Regions from separate parts of the Mus musculus genome. Here region 2 is linked to region 1. The links are chromatin contacts, called in public promoter capture Hi-C maps. All regions are on one chromosome and are shown on one strand. Each heading gives the region's core, a stretch centred on a gene start, on an enhancer-like site or on the middle of the called end of the contact. The rest is flanking DNA. Distances are from core to core; before and after follow the strand shown. Region 1 overlaps Wdpcp (WD repeat containing planar cell polarity effector). Region 2 holds the start of Zrsr1 (zinc finger (CCCH type), RNA binding motif and serine/arginine rich 1).

Region 1 (7,024 bases), core at 2,999-5,498:
GCAGCTTACTTAGAGGAATAACAAGTGATCATGGGCTGGTTCCTGCAGCTCTTTACTCCTTCCTAAAGATCACTTACTGAAACTGGTTGTATAATTTTCAGATGCTACTTTCCAAAATAACTGTGAATTGTCTTTAATATATGAATAGGCTGATGATAGATGTTCAACTGTCCCAAAATGTAGGGAGGTGCCAAGATTGGTCAAAACTTGAGGAGGTATCCTGTTATACAGATATTTGTGCCCCATAATTACTTTTATCTCTATATAAGGTGGTACTTTGAACTCTACACAGCAGTGAGGCCTTTAGAAAAATCATATTTTTGGAAACCAGGAAATGTTAATATATTGCAAGAGTTATTATCTGTAATTGAATCTTGCCTTTTTATCTGAATGGCGTTAGCATATTTCAAGAGAGCCATTCCTCATCTTAAATGTAGCCGTCTCCTTGCATGAGCATATCCTGAAAATACTAGGGTTAAAGTTCTCTGTGCTTGAACATAGGGCTGTGGTCTTTAATTCCTGTTTTGTTTTTCTTATTTCTAGGGAAAATTGATGAGTTAATATCTTGCCTAAAGAGCTCAAAAAGCTCAACATGAATAAGAACTTTGAAAGTGTTCTGTGTTGTAGCCTCACTATAGTTTTGGCCTCTGACTTTAATGCAATTACTTGTTTTTTCACAACCTCTACCCTAGGAAGCTATCTTGTATGTATGTGAATTTTTCCTCAGTGTTGTTTTAAATTCCGTGTTCTGTGATAGGTGATTCTTATTGCTGTCATCAGCATTTCATTCAGACTTTTCTGTTTGGTCATGTGACATGTCCCTTGGGGAATGCTGACTGATGTTTCCATTTTGGATGCTTTCAGTTACAATGACTTTACTAGTTTCTCTTTCAGTAGTAGCTGCACAGGGCATTGTGAAAGAGAATGTATGTTAGTGGAAACCAATGAGATCACCTAAATTGTAAACATCCTTTTGTTTAATCTGCTACTGAGAAATTTTATCAAGGGGAGATGAAATTGGTCAAATGTCTTAAGAAAGGAAGGAAGGAAGGAAGGAAGGAAGGAAGGAAGGAAGGAAGGAAGGAAGGAAGGAAAGAAGGAAGGAAAGAAGGAAGAGAGGGAGGGAGGGAAGGAGGGAGGGAAGGAGGGAGGGAGGGAGGGAAGGAGGGAGGTGCTAGGATTGCATTAAGTCTTCTGCTTTAGCTATTCATTATTTTCATACTCTCTGAAAACTTCCTACAGAATTAAGGCCACATTGGGGCATTTTTTAATTTGAGGAAGAAGAAAGGAGCCTCCTGAAATTAGAGTTAGCCGAGTTAGTCACTGGGGTGGACTCAGGTGGGCGGTGAGGGGAGAACGCTGTGCTGTCTTTGCTGTGATCCAGTACACAGGGTCTGAGGTCACAGACTGACATTGTGCTAGCAGGTGAGTGTCTGGGTTAAAACAAATATTTGTGTACAATTCCAGTTTTGTTCTTGTTGGAGAGCAGTTCTCCAGCCATCTTTCTGTGTCTCTTGACCTTTCTCCAAGTTTAAACATAGCTAAACTGTAAGGTTTATTTCTCATATCTTTCTTGAGAACTCTTTGTATGTATTCAAAATTACTGAGTTTTAAGAAGAAACGTCTGGCCAGGCAGTGGTGGCACACGCCTTTAATCCCAGCACTTGGGAGGCAGAGGCAGGCAGATTTCTGAGTTTGAGGTCAGCCTGGTCTACAGAGTGAGTTCCAGGACAGCCAGGGCTACACAGAGATACCCTGTCGTGGGAAAAAACAAACAAACAAACAATGAAATAAATAAATAAATAAAAATAATAATAAATAAATAAATATCCATTGATAGTATAAATCATTTAATAAAGTATTTTAATAAAATTAAAGATATAATAGTCTGATTTATAAAAACTGTTAAGCAGCAGGACACCTACAAACAGCGAACGCAGCTTTGCCTGAATTATGCTTAGAAAGTAGTTATCACCTTTCACCTCTGTGAGATTGAACAGTCTCCAGAGCACTTAGCAGGGAGCCATTACCAAACAAGAGCTTTTCATCATAACCAAGTAGAACCTGGGAGAGGAGCAAGGGAGTGCTGATGAAAGCGAGTGTTGCACCTGTGCGTGTGCCACACGAAGCTAGTTCATTAGTGTGGAAGCAGAATGATTTAGAGAAGTGATGATTTTCTCTTCAAATACAAGGCCACTGTTCTGATATGGTGGTATTAATGTGTGGCAGCATAAAGGCAGGTGCCTTTGAAATGCTTGTAAATAGTAGGCTAAGTTTTGAAAGAGAGGACTTTATTGCCTAGAAATAGAGATATAATATTTGTGACGTTTTGTAGAGGATTGTAAGAATATGTTTGTTTTCCTTTACCATTCCACATGAAAAATTAAAATAAATTGATGTAACTAGGAAGAGATATGTGTGTAGATGTGTGATCCCAGGTATAATGTGGTGTTAGAGCTGGATGGCCCGGGTCTATTCTGCCAACCTTGCTGTTTACGTTTGTAGTAGAATGTGGGCATCTTTCTGGTGGTGGAGGCAGCACCCGGGCAAGAAAGTTAAGGAAGAAGAAAGAGCCAACCATGCATTTTGAATCTAAATAAATCTTATTTCCTTTTGTTCCTCTTTTGGTATTTTTCAAAGCAGTGGCAACAACAAACAAAAACAGCACACGGGCCAGGACAGACAGCACACGGGGCAGGACAGACAGCATATGGGGCAGGGCAGACAGCACAGGGGTGAAGAACATACAGGTCTCAGCACCCACGTCAGGTGGCCCATGGCCACCTTTAACCCATGGGATCTGATGCCTTCTTCTGGCCTCCATGGGCACAGCATACATGCAGACAGAAGCATATGCACAAAAATACGATTATTTGTTTTATAAAACCTTAGCAGTGCTACTGGAGTGAAGCCTGAGATTCCTGCCCACCCGTGCTGCTCATCCGCTCAGTGTGATGTTTGAAAATGACAGTGTCCAAATGAAAGCAGACACACAACTAAACAGACATGGCTTGCTGCTTAAGAGTACTTGGGTGTTTTTACAGAAGGCCCAGGTTCCATGCCTAGCACCTACTGATAATTCCAGTTCCAAAGAATTCAGTGTCTTCTGACCTGTGCAGGAATCAAGTATGCATGTGCTATATAGACATGCAGGCAGGAAAAACAGGCAGAAAATGAATAAATCTAATTAAAAATTTAAAATCTTTAGTCTATTCAACTATTAATAGGAAAACAATTGGAAGTTGAAATTTCTTTTTATTTTGAGGCTCCTCTGGCTTCACAGTCTTTTTGCTTCAGGCTCATTTGAATCTGTAATGTCAAACATAAGTTCTCTAAGATAAGCTTTTCCTATTTACTGAGGTCTAGGTTTCCCAAGTCCAAGTGGACAGTTATGGAAATGTCAGTAATAAGTTAGGAAGCGAGTACGCAGTCAGTGTGACTTCGGACACAGGCAGAGCAGTGCTAGTTCTAACATTCAGAACCGCAGTCATCCTGCACACTAAGTATAAACTTGTCATGATGAAACTTATTTATGGCAGTGTTAGGCAATTGAGGATCTTAGGTCATTCAAGGGTACTCCTCGGAATTAAGCCATTGCTGAACAAATGTTGCCTAATGTCTGCCTGAGGCCATTTTCTCTCTGTAGACTTACATTCAGAACTTCTTAAAGACATAAAGATGTTGATCTGTGTTTACTCTTTCCTTTAGGAAGAAATAATTGTTACCCACAGGAAGGCAGTCCTAAGAGGTGAAAAGGAAGGCAGTCCTAAGAGGTGAAAAGGAAGGCAGTCCTAAGAGGTGAAAAGGAAGGCAGTCCTAAGAGGTGAAAAGGAAGGCAGTCCTAAGAGGTGAAAAGGAAGGCAGTCCTAAGAGGTGAAAAGGAAGGCAGTCCTAAGAGGTGAAAAGGAAGGCAGTCCTAAGAGGTGATAAGGTAGGCAGTCCTAAGAGGTGAAAAGGAAGGCAGTCCTAAGAGGTGAAAAGATTATGATTTTAGGCCTAGTGGATTCTTCATGTGTTACAGGAGTTTTGTTTTTTTGAAACGTTTGACATTTATTTTAATTCTCTTCTGTATGCTTATAGAGAACAGTGTGAATTAAATAAGTTAATTAGCATGTCTGTCATTTCATCAATTTATTATTTTCTATAGAGAGAATGTTTATATTTTAGAAAATTAGATATAATACATTGTTGGCAACTGTGCTTGCCACATGGCACAACAGATCGTGAAAATTCATGATCAACATCTTCCCTTGCCCTCTGACCTCTCCCGAGACTCAGCACTTGGCTCTGAGTAGACTGTCCGTGCCATGGAGACCTCAGTAGGTTCCCCCAGAAAATCATTCCCCACAGTCCCCATGAGGTTCTGAATTCAAATGTGTGCTAGGTGGCTGTTTGGCAATGCTTTCAACAGCCCAGTTTAGATAGGTGTTTCCCCATTTCAAGTCACTGCGCGTCCTTGACTATAGAAGCCAAGGCTGATTATATAAAGCAGGAGGCGGCTAACCATGACTTGCCTCTTGGTTTTGTAAATATAATTCCGCTGGAATGCAGCCAAGCCCACTTGTTTCCATAACATCTATGCCTGCTTTCAAGTTGTAGTTGTGACAGGGTTGTGTACCCCTCAATGTGTATTTACTTTCTGACCCTTTACAGAGAAAGTTTGCAAACCCTTGTTACAAATGGACAAACAGAAGCAGAGACCTACAGTTGTTGGGGGTGTGTCTTCTGAGTGTCTCAAGAAGACAAGACAAATGTTATTTGTAATACGCAGTTAATCACTTCAGAACTAAAAGTCAGTGGAATTGATGCTAGGTCTAAGAAGTTGGGGGTACCTATAGGAATGGGAGGATAATTAGTTTTTAAAGATTTATTTTATTTGATATAAATGAGCCTTTTCCCTGCATGTATATCTGTGTATCACTTGTGTGCCTCATGCCTGTGGAGGTCAGAAGAGGGTATCAGATTCCCTGAATCTGAAGTTGCAGATAGTTGTGAGCCACCTTGTAGGTGCTTGGAATTGAACCCAGGTCCTCCGGAGAGGCACAAGGTGCTTCTGATCACTGAGCCATCTCTCCAGCCCCCAAGAGGTGATTTGGCCATACCAAACACAGCAGAGATGAGCCCAGCCTAGGCGTGCTATCACAAGGCAGGGAGTTTGAGCCCACATATAGTCATGCTGATCTTCTGTAGCAGCAGGGGAGGAATGTGACAGGCAGGAAATAAAAAACCTCTAATACCATAAGAAAATTCCCAAAGATTCTTAGTGTACCTGGCTAGAAGTTAAATTTTATATAGTGGCAACCCTCAAAGTTACAACAGAGCCAGTGTTTATAATTTAAACTTTATATTTAAGGAAATCATGGACCCAAATTTAGATATAAGAAAAAAATACAGAGAAATTCTTGTGCCCCTTGCCCTATTCACCCCAGTGAATAATATTCCAAAATATTCCAAAAATATAGCCGCATCTGACACATGCCGTACTAGTGTTAACGCAGTACAGACACAGCTAGGATGTGCCGCCTACTGTTTTACTTTTAAAAACTGCATTGGGAGTTCATTCTCTCCTTGTACTCTGGGTCCTTGGGACTGAACCCATTGAGCGTGGTGTCTGGTCAGTGCTTTTATCTACTGGTCCTTCCTGCGTCCTTTTATGACCACACATACTTTCTGACAGAGTGCTACACAAATGGGATTATATAGTACATGACCTTTGGAGAAAGATTCTTCCAGGTTCTGTTCTTTTCATCTCGAATATCTTCAGACTTTTGCTAACAGATGCTATTGCAGTTCTTATTCTTTAACCAGTTTTTCTCAGAAAGTGCCATTTTTCCTTTCCAGTATTTATTTAAAACATATATCATCACAAACCAGTAAATGAAATTTATGTTTTCATCCATCAGAAAGGTCTTTGATAAGCAACATTGGTTATCATCAAATGACAAATGCTACACCTAGCAGGAAAGACAGCCTTCAGTTTATGCCCATGGTAGTTCTAGATCCCACAAAACAGCACATATAGTTGTAGCATCTGTGAGTGAGCTAGCTGATAAGCTAAGTGTTTAGAAACTTATGTATATTTTTATGTTTAATCATTTAAAGCAATTCTAAGTATATTTTGATCTTATTCTTCCCCTTTCCCAAGTCCTTCCAGATCCTTCCCCTAAGTACCTACTAAACTTTATGTTCTTTCTCAACAAACAAAAGTCCAATACAATGACAAAACTCCCCCAAAGAAGCAAAACGAAACCCAACAAACTGTAACCAAATAAAAACACACAAAAAACTGTGGAGGCCAATATATGTTGGGTCTACTATTCCTGAGCATAAGGCCTGCCTTGGAGTAGTTGATACACCCAATGTTATTCCATGGGAGAAAATGGATTTTCTCTCTCTAAGCAGATATAAATGACAGTTCAATTCTTAACCCTTAACCTGGTGGATAGGCATCATTCATTCATTCATTTTTTTTAAAGCAGGAGTGGAGTATAAAGAAATTATAGCAAAATCATCATCGTTATAAGGAAAATGAGTAGCCACAAGGAGGAAGACTGTGAGCTAGACGTAAGAAGGGCATGCTAGTACAGGCTCCAAAATGTGTAATGGGTGCTTGTGCTATTGAGGGAGCATGGAGGAGGCCAGGTGATATGCTGATAGGCACCACAGCTGCATAGGCCCCTTCTGCCAGAGGAAAAGGACATGGCTCCTTTTGGTAGAGGGGAACCAGCTTCCCAAGTTCCTGAGGAATGTTAACTTTTGTCTAGCTACCAGAAATCCTCCTGGAGTTCAGGTTGAGCTCATCGACAAAGACGTGCAGGGATATGGCATTCCCTCACTCATCTCTCATATCTTCTTGGTTTGGGCTATTACTTAAAATGTTGCTATGATCATCTTATTCTTGTTCATGTTTTTAGTGCAAATGTGTAGATCGTGTGTAAACTCATTGATCATACTTGCTTGTTTTGTGAATTCTCTGATCACTCTACTAGAATATTTATTTCTTTTGTTTGGTTTTACATTTTTG
Region 2 (7,024 bases), core at 1,577-4,076, 1.2 Mb after region 1:
TCTAGAAGAGCAACAAGCACTTTTCTTTTCCTTTCTGTTTTTCTGTTTTTGTAGACCAGGCTGGCTTTGAACTCAGAGATCCGCCTGCCTCTGCCTCTCAAGTGCTGGGATTAAAGGCGTGCACCACCACCGTCTGGCTCCCACTCTTTTTAATTTTATAATTAAAAATTCTACTATATTAATTTATCCATCTGTATGTGACATGTACTTGTCATCCATGCATTTGTAAAGCTTGTGCCGCCACTGCCAGCCTGCAAAAAGAGCTCCTAACCACTAAGACATCTCGCCAGACCCATTGAAACAAATTTTTTATTAAAAATAATTTTAATTTCAAAATGCCAAGCCAAATGTTTAGATGTTTTTATACACAAAATTATTACTGTTGAATAGCCAGCAAAAGTATTTTCTGCCTCGAACATTCCAGAATAAGGAAACATTTAGACATCTTTATGCAGTCCTGCAGCTATTAGCAAACCAATATTCTACTGCCGCCTACAGTAGAAAAATAAAATTACAGCTAAAACCTAAACGTACGCCCATATTTTACCTCAGGACTGTGTCATGCCAAGAGACTCGTGCAAGATAGTTGCTGCAAGTTCACATCCTACCTGGGCTACCCGTGGAGTCCCAGGCCAATCTATATTAAAGACTGAGACTGTATCCCAAGTAATTAACTCACAGGTTTTTTTTTGTTTGTTTGTTTGTTTGTTTTTAGAGACACAGTTTCTCTGTATAGCCTGGCTGTTCGGACACTTTTACAGACCATACTGGCCTCAAACTCAGAGATCTGCCTACCTCTGCCTCCTGAGTGCTGGGATTAAAGGTGTTCACCACCACTGCCTGGATTTGTTTAATTTTCTTGTGTGTGGGGGGGTACTCTTTAAATCTATTTTTACTAATGTTTAATTACATTATCCAAACCATATTGTAAGAGTAAAATCTTTCTCTATAAGAGGGACCCAGACCTTAACACAACTGACTCCATGATGGAAGTGCCATTCAGGCCATAAAACTCAGCACACAGACAGCACCACCTGCCAAAAATTAAAACAAAGATTTAATCAGTTAAAGCCCATAAGCTATGGGAAAGATTCTAAATGAACTGACCTTGCTTCTGACTAGTTCTGCTTCTGGCTAGATGTTCTTGTTAACTGAAATATGTCAACCTAGGATATGGTTTTGGTGCTTAAAAGGTCACCCTGAGAAAGGCTCAGTGTTGCACTGCAGTCCCAAACACACAGTGTAGTACCAGCAGCCTAATAAAGATTTTCTAGCTGAGTGACAGCATTGTAGCCCTTTAATCCCGGCACTCAGGAAGCAGTGTAATCAGTATAGTATTTTTTTAAAAGTCTTTACACATGTAAAAATAGCTTAGTCAGGACCTCCACTACAGCCAACACTGTGTCTGATACCCAGAACCCAGCAACTTCACACACTCAAGAGAACCTGATACAGGTATAAACCCCATGATGCGGACTGCTCTGCATATCTGGAGTGATACCTCCTAGATGAACCCTGTGGCTGGACAGTCTCCCCAGGATCCTGACCCTCAAATCAGAGACTTCTGTAAGACTGGACCTGACCTCCAGCTAAGATACATCACACAGGTGAGCACCTTGGGGATAAAGACTTAGGACCATATTTAGAAATTTAAAGTGTGAACCTTGTATGATGACCCTCAGCATAAAATATAACTTTTGCTATACACAGGTATCTACCTTCTTTCTTGTGACACAGAGGCAGGCAGAGCTTTCTTCTTAGTTAGGGTTTTACTGCTGTGAATAGACACCATGACCAAGGCAAGTCTTATAAAGGACAACATTTAACTAGGGCTGGCTTACAGATTCAGAGGTTCAGTCCATTACCATCAAGGCAGGAACACGGTAGCACACAGGCATGGTGCAGGAAGAGCTGAGAGTCTGACATCTTCATCTGAAAGCTGCTAGAAGACTAGCTTCCAGGCATCTAGGATGTGGGTCTTAAAGCCAATGACACACTTACTCCAGCAAGGCCACAGCTTCTAACAGTGCCACTCCCTATACAAACCATCACATTCTACTCCCTGGCCCCTATAGGCTTGTGCAAGCATAAGAGCCTATGGGGATCATACCTAAACATAGCATGATGCAAGGCCAGTCTAGTCTACAGAGCAAGTTCCAGGACAGCCACAGCTACACAGTAAAACCCTTGTCTCTGAAAAAACAAACAAACAAACAAACAAAAATAAAAGATTTTTTTCTTGGCTTAAACACTTGTCTGAGCAGTCTTCTCTGGTGAATACCCCACAAAACTACATTACAGAACAAATGAAAGGAATGTGTTTGCAAAAAACAAAACACATTCAATTTTTTATTCCCTTGGTTTTTCGAGACAGGGTTTCTCTGTGTAGCCCTGGCTGTCCTGGAACTCACACTGTAGACCAGGCTGGCCTCGAACTCAGAAATCCGCCTGCCTTTGCCTCCCGAGTGCTGGGATTAAAGGCGTGCGACACCACACCAGGCCCACATTCAATATTTAAAAAACAAAACAACAACAAAACCAAAACCCCTTACTTTCCACAAGAGTGAGGAGCTGAAGCCAGAAAAACGGTTTACCTGGTAAAGCCCTTGACAAACAAATATAAGAACTTAATTTCTATTCCCAGCACCCACATAAACAAGCCCGGGAAGGTGAGCTGCCAGCACCGGCATGGAGGGGTGCCCTGCAGTGAGACAAGCCTGCCCCGGCTCAGGGCTGAGCATTCTTACTGCAGGAGCACTCCCACTGCAGGGGGCGGAGACAAAAAAAGCAGTAAATCGTACTGCGCAGGCCTGCCTTTCCCGGAGTAAAGACGTAACTGCAGATTACAGGGTAACTGCGCAGATCAGACATACTGCGGATAACTGCAGATACCTGGATGACTGCGCAGGCGGACCGTACTGCAGATAACCACCCGCAACTGCGCAGGCCGGTCGGTAAGGCAGATAACCACTGTTCCAGCTGTACCATGGATAACCGGGTAACTACGTAGGCTGATCATACTACGGATAACCAGGTAACTGCGCAGGCCGGCCATGCCACGGAGGCTGGCCTTAAAGCGGATAACCGGGTAACTGCACAGGCCAGCTGTGCCATGCATAACCAGTAACTGCATAGGCTGGCCGTACCACAGATAACCACGGATACCTGGGTAACTGCGCAGGCAGGCCGTACTGCGGATAGCCAGGTAACTGCGCAGGCTGGCTGTACCACGGATAATCGCGGATAATTGGTAACTGCGGCCGCCCCACAGATAATTGGGTAACTGCGCAGGCAGGCCATACCACGGATAACTGGATAGACGGATAACTGCGCAAGCCGGCCATACCGGCCCGGCCGGGTAACTGCATGGGCAGGCCTATGTACTGCGGATAAACGGATAACCGGGTGACTGCCCAGGCAGGCCGTACTGCGGATAACTGGATAATCGGGTAACTGCGCAGACCATCCGTACCTCCGAAAACTGGGTAACTGCGCAGGCCTACCACGGATAAGTGGGTAACTGCGTGGGATAACTGGATAATCGGGTCACTGCGCAGGCAGGCTGTGCCACGGATAACCGGACAACCGGGTAACTGCACGGATAGGCTTTATCACGGGTAACTGGATAACCGGGTAATTGCGCAGGCTGGCAGTACCACGGATAACCGGATAACTGCGCAGGCAGGCCTACGTACTGCGGATAACCGAGTGACTGCGCAGGTAGGCGGTACAGCCCACATTCCAACGCAAACACTGGCCTTCGACTGCGCATGCGCACATTCAACTACTGGTTGCTGCATTGCGCAAACACGCCGGTGACTCAGCTGGTTCAAGCTTTCTAGGCTGGTGGAAAGGAAAGTCAACTGGGCTGAATGGTGCCACCCTGAAGTTGCTGTCCAGGAAGGTAACGAACATTAAACAGCAGAACAACTTAGCAGCGGGCGACATTTTCAATCCACAGCGTGAGAAAAAGAGATTATCGCGAGATCCGGGAAGAGCCCCCCCCCCCCCCCCCCCCCCCCCCCCCCCCCCCCCCGCTCTGCGGTAAAATGGCATCACGGCAGACCGCGATTCCTGAGAAACTCAGCCGAAAACAATACAAGGCGGCAATGAAGAAGGAGAAACGCAAGAAACGTCGGCAGAAAATGGCTCGGCTGAGAGCTCTGGAAGCCCCACCAGAGGAGGACGATGATGTTTCTGCTAACGAAGAACTTGCAGAGCGATTACTGGAGATAGAGCGGCAAAGATTACATGAAGAGTGGCTGCTGAGGGAGGAGAAGGCGCAAGAAGAATTCAGAATAAAGAAGAAAAAGGAAGAGGCCGCTAGAAAACAGAAGGAAGAACAGGAGAGACAAATAAAGGCCGAGTGGGAAGAACAACAGAAAAAACAGAGAGAGGAGGAGGAGCAGAAGCTACAGGAGAAGAGAGAGAGGGAGGAAGCGGTGCAGAAAATGCTGGACCAGGCTGAAAATGAGCGCATTTGGCAGAACCCGGAACCACCCAAGGATTTAAGGCTGGAGAAATATCGACCCAGTTGTCCCTTCTACAATAAAACGGGAGCGTGCAGATTTGGTAACAGATGTTCACGGAAACACGACTTTCCCACGTCAAGTCCCACCCTTCTTGTGAAGAGTATGTTTACAACGTTTGGAATGGAGCAGTGCAGAAGGGATGACTATGACTCAGACGCAAACCTGGAGTACAGTGAGGAGGAGACCTACCAGCAGTTCTTGGATTTCTACCATGACGTGCTGCCGGAGTTCAAGAACGTGGGAAAGGTGATTCAGTTCAAAGTAAGCTGCAACCTGGAACCTCATCTGCGGGGCAATGTGTATGTTCAGTACCAGTCGGAAGAAGAATGCCAAGCAGCCCTCTCTCTCTTTAATGGAAGATGGTACGCAGGACGACAGCTCCAGTGTGAATTCTGTCCAGTGACCCGGTGGAAGGTTGCAATTTGTGGTTTATTCGAAATGCAAAAGTGTCCAAAAGGAAAGCACTGCAACTTCCTTCATGTGTTCAGAAATCCCAACAACGAATTTAGAGAAGCTAACAGAGACATCTACATGTCTCCTCCGGCTTGGACTGGCTCCTCTGGTAAAAACTCAGACAGGAGGGAAAGGAAGGACCATCATGAGGAATACTATAGCAAGTCAAGAAGCTACCACTCTGGTTCATACCACTCCTCCAAGAGAAACAGGGAGTCCGAGAGGAAGAGTCCTCACAGGTGGAAGAAATCTCACAAACAGACAACGAAGAGTCATGAGAGGCACAGTTCAAGAAGAGGAAGAGAAGAGGACAGCAGTCCAGGTCCACAAAGCCAGAGCCACAGAACCTGAGCCCAGCTAAGGCAGCACCACTTGGACCCAAGACTGATATCAGGCTTGGCAAGGGAGTTCATTTTACAAATGAACAAAACTTCATTACAGAATAAAAACCTAACACAGTATCCTTCAGATTCCCCAAAATATTCAAAACGAAACTGATTACAAAGGAAAGGCATGGTGACTCCATCTAATTCCCAACCAAGTTACAAAACCTTGTGGCTTTAAGAAACAGAAACAGGTATTCAGTATTTCTTTGTCTGTTATAATGCTTATAATGCTGTTATAATGCTTAGTATCATGTTATTGATGTTATTTTCCATACAGTTTAAGCTGGCTTCCCATGTTGTTTTCCTGTAATAACTTTACATTGTGATGCTTTGTCATTAATATATTTATTAACATCGTTTTTATATTGTCTGAATCTGTTTTACAAAGAACACATAAGAGTACAGAAACACTAATGCTCCTTGTTTTTATAGAAAGGCTCTCACTATGTATCCCTGGCTGGCTTGGAACTTGCTATATAGACTAACTAGGCTGGCCTTGGATTCACAAAGATTTGCCCATATCAGCTCCTGGGGTCACAGAAATATACCACCTCCCAAATCCAATGGTCAGATTTTTTTTAAAGCCTTCTCTGTGTGTGTGTGTGTGTGTGTCTGCACAAATGCTGTAACCCCTGAACCATCTTTCTAGCTCATAATGATATTTTCTTAATCATAGGTCTCATAGTCTTGAGAACAAATTAGTGAAAATTTTAGGTTCTCTACTAAGTAACCAACTTAATATAATTTACACATATTATTTCCAAATACAACATTGTAAATTTAAGAATAAATGTTTGAGGTAAGAGAGTTATCTTTATGTAAATGTTCAGATTTTAAATACTATAGGCTCTTAATATCAAACATCTGTCACAGCTACTGTTACTATTTTGCCAACAGCTGCTAAAGATAGGAAGCAAATGAATGAACATGTTACCATGTTTTGGCAAAGCAGTATTTATCAAATCATGAACAATGAGGAGTGTAACTGAGCTGCAGAGCACTTGCCAGTATGCTCATCTCATGCCTGTGGGTCTAATGACCCCCAGTAACAGCAAACAATGAAAACAGTAAGGGTGCGAATACAGTGAGGGGCAGAATGGGAGCCCCAGGCCACATCAGTCCTGCAGCCAGAATGCCTGACTTGGACTTGGAGTATCAGATTTTCTCCACACTGGAATTGTACTTTTACATTGCCCAAGCTAGCTCTAAACTGTCTCAGCTTCCCAATAGCTAGGACACAGGCATATGCCACTGTGCCCAACTATGCTGACCTTTTCAATGCAACTGGCACATTTAAGCACTACCCATTCATTCAAATGTTCTACAGATCTTTACCAAGTGCCTATCGCATGCCAGAAATAAGTATTAAGGGTAGGGGGAAAAAAAAAGTTTGCCTTTTTTACAAATGAACAAGCTAGTAAGAACAGTATAAAAACTCAGGTAATATTATTAATTCTTCAAAGCAAATTATAAATGTGAGCAGAAAGAATTATATAAAAATTAGACAGTGTGCTGTGACTGGTGGTACATACCTTTAATCCCAGCACTTGGGAGGATCTCTGTAAATTTGTGGCCAGTCTGATCTCATAGTGAGTTCCAGGCACATAGTGACACTATATTTTTAAAAACCAATTAATAGAAGCTGGAGAGATG

What was found. Promoter capture Hi-C pulls out the DNA fragments that hold promoters and counts their contacts.
Region 2: a promoter capture Hi-C map of 3T3-L1-derived adipocytes shows a contact between it and region 1, with 9 times the contacts expected there. The contact joins the promoter of Zrsr1 here to the enhancer-like site in region 1. A contact is called at or near these places in 6 of 39 promoter capture datasets (the 3T3-L1 cell line, 3T3-L1-derived adipocytes, the HPC-7 cell line and 2 more) and 1 of 115 datasets of contacts at active chromatin or transcription factors (astrocytes).

Annotation. Positions count from the first base shown.
Region 1 is chr11:21,725,698-21,732,721 of GRCm38.p6, forward strand. The region is part of intron 12 of Wdpcp (WD repeat containing planar cell polarity effector); the gene reads left to right. Among named protein-coding and RNA genes, the nearest start is that of Wdpcp, 160 kb to the left of the region's middle. Within about 2 kb of position 4,249, at least 8 of the 459 cell types and tissues checked have an H3K27ac peak or open chromatin away from gene starts, as enhancers often do. A contact at or near this core is called in 3T3-L1-derived adipocytes, where this site is marked.
Region 2 is chr11:22,969,179-22,976,202 of GRCm38.p6, forward strand. It overlaps Zrsr1 (zinc finger (CCCH type), RNA binding motif and serine/arginine rich 1), which reads left to right and starts at 2,827. Exons shown (of 1, transcript NM_011663.3): 1 at 2,827-7,024. The coding sequence starts at 4,050. The coding sequence ends at 5,336. All of the region lies in intron 1 of Commd1 (COMM domain containing 1), which reads right to left.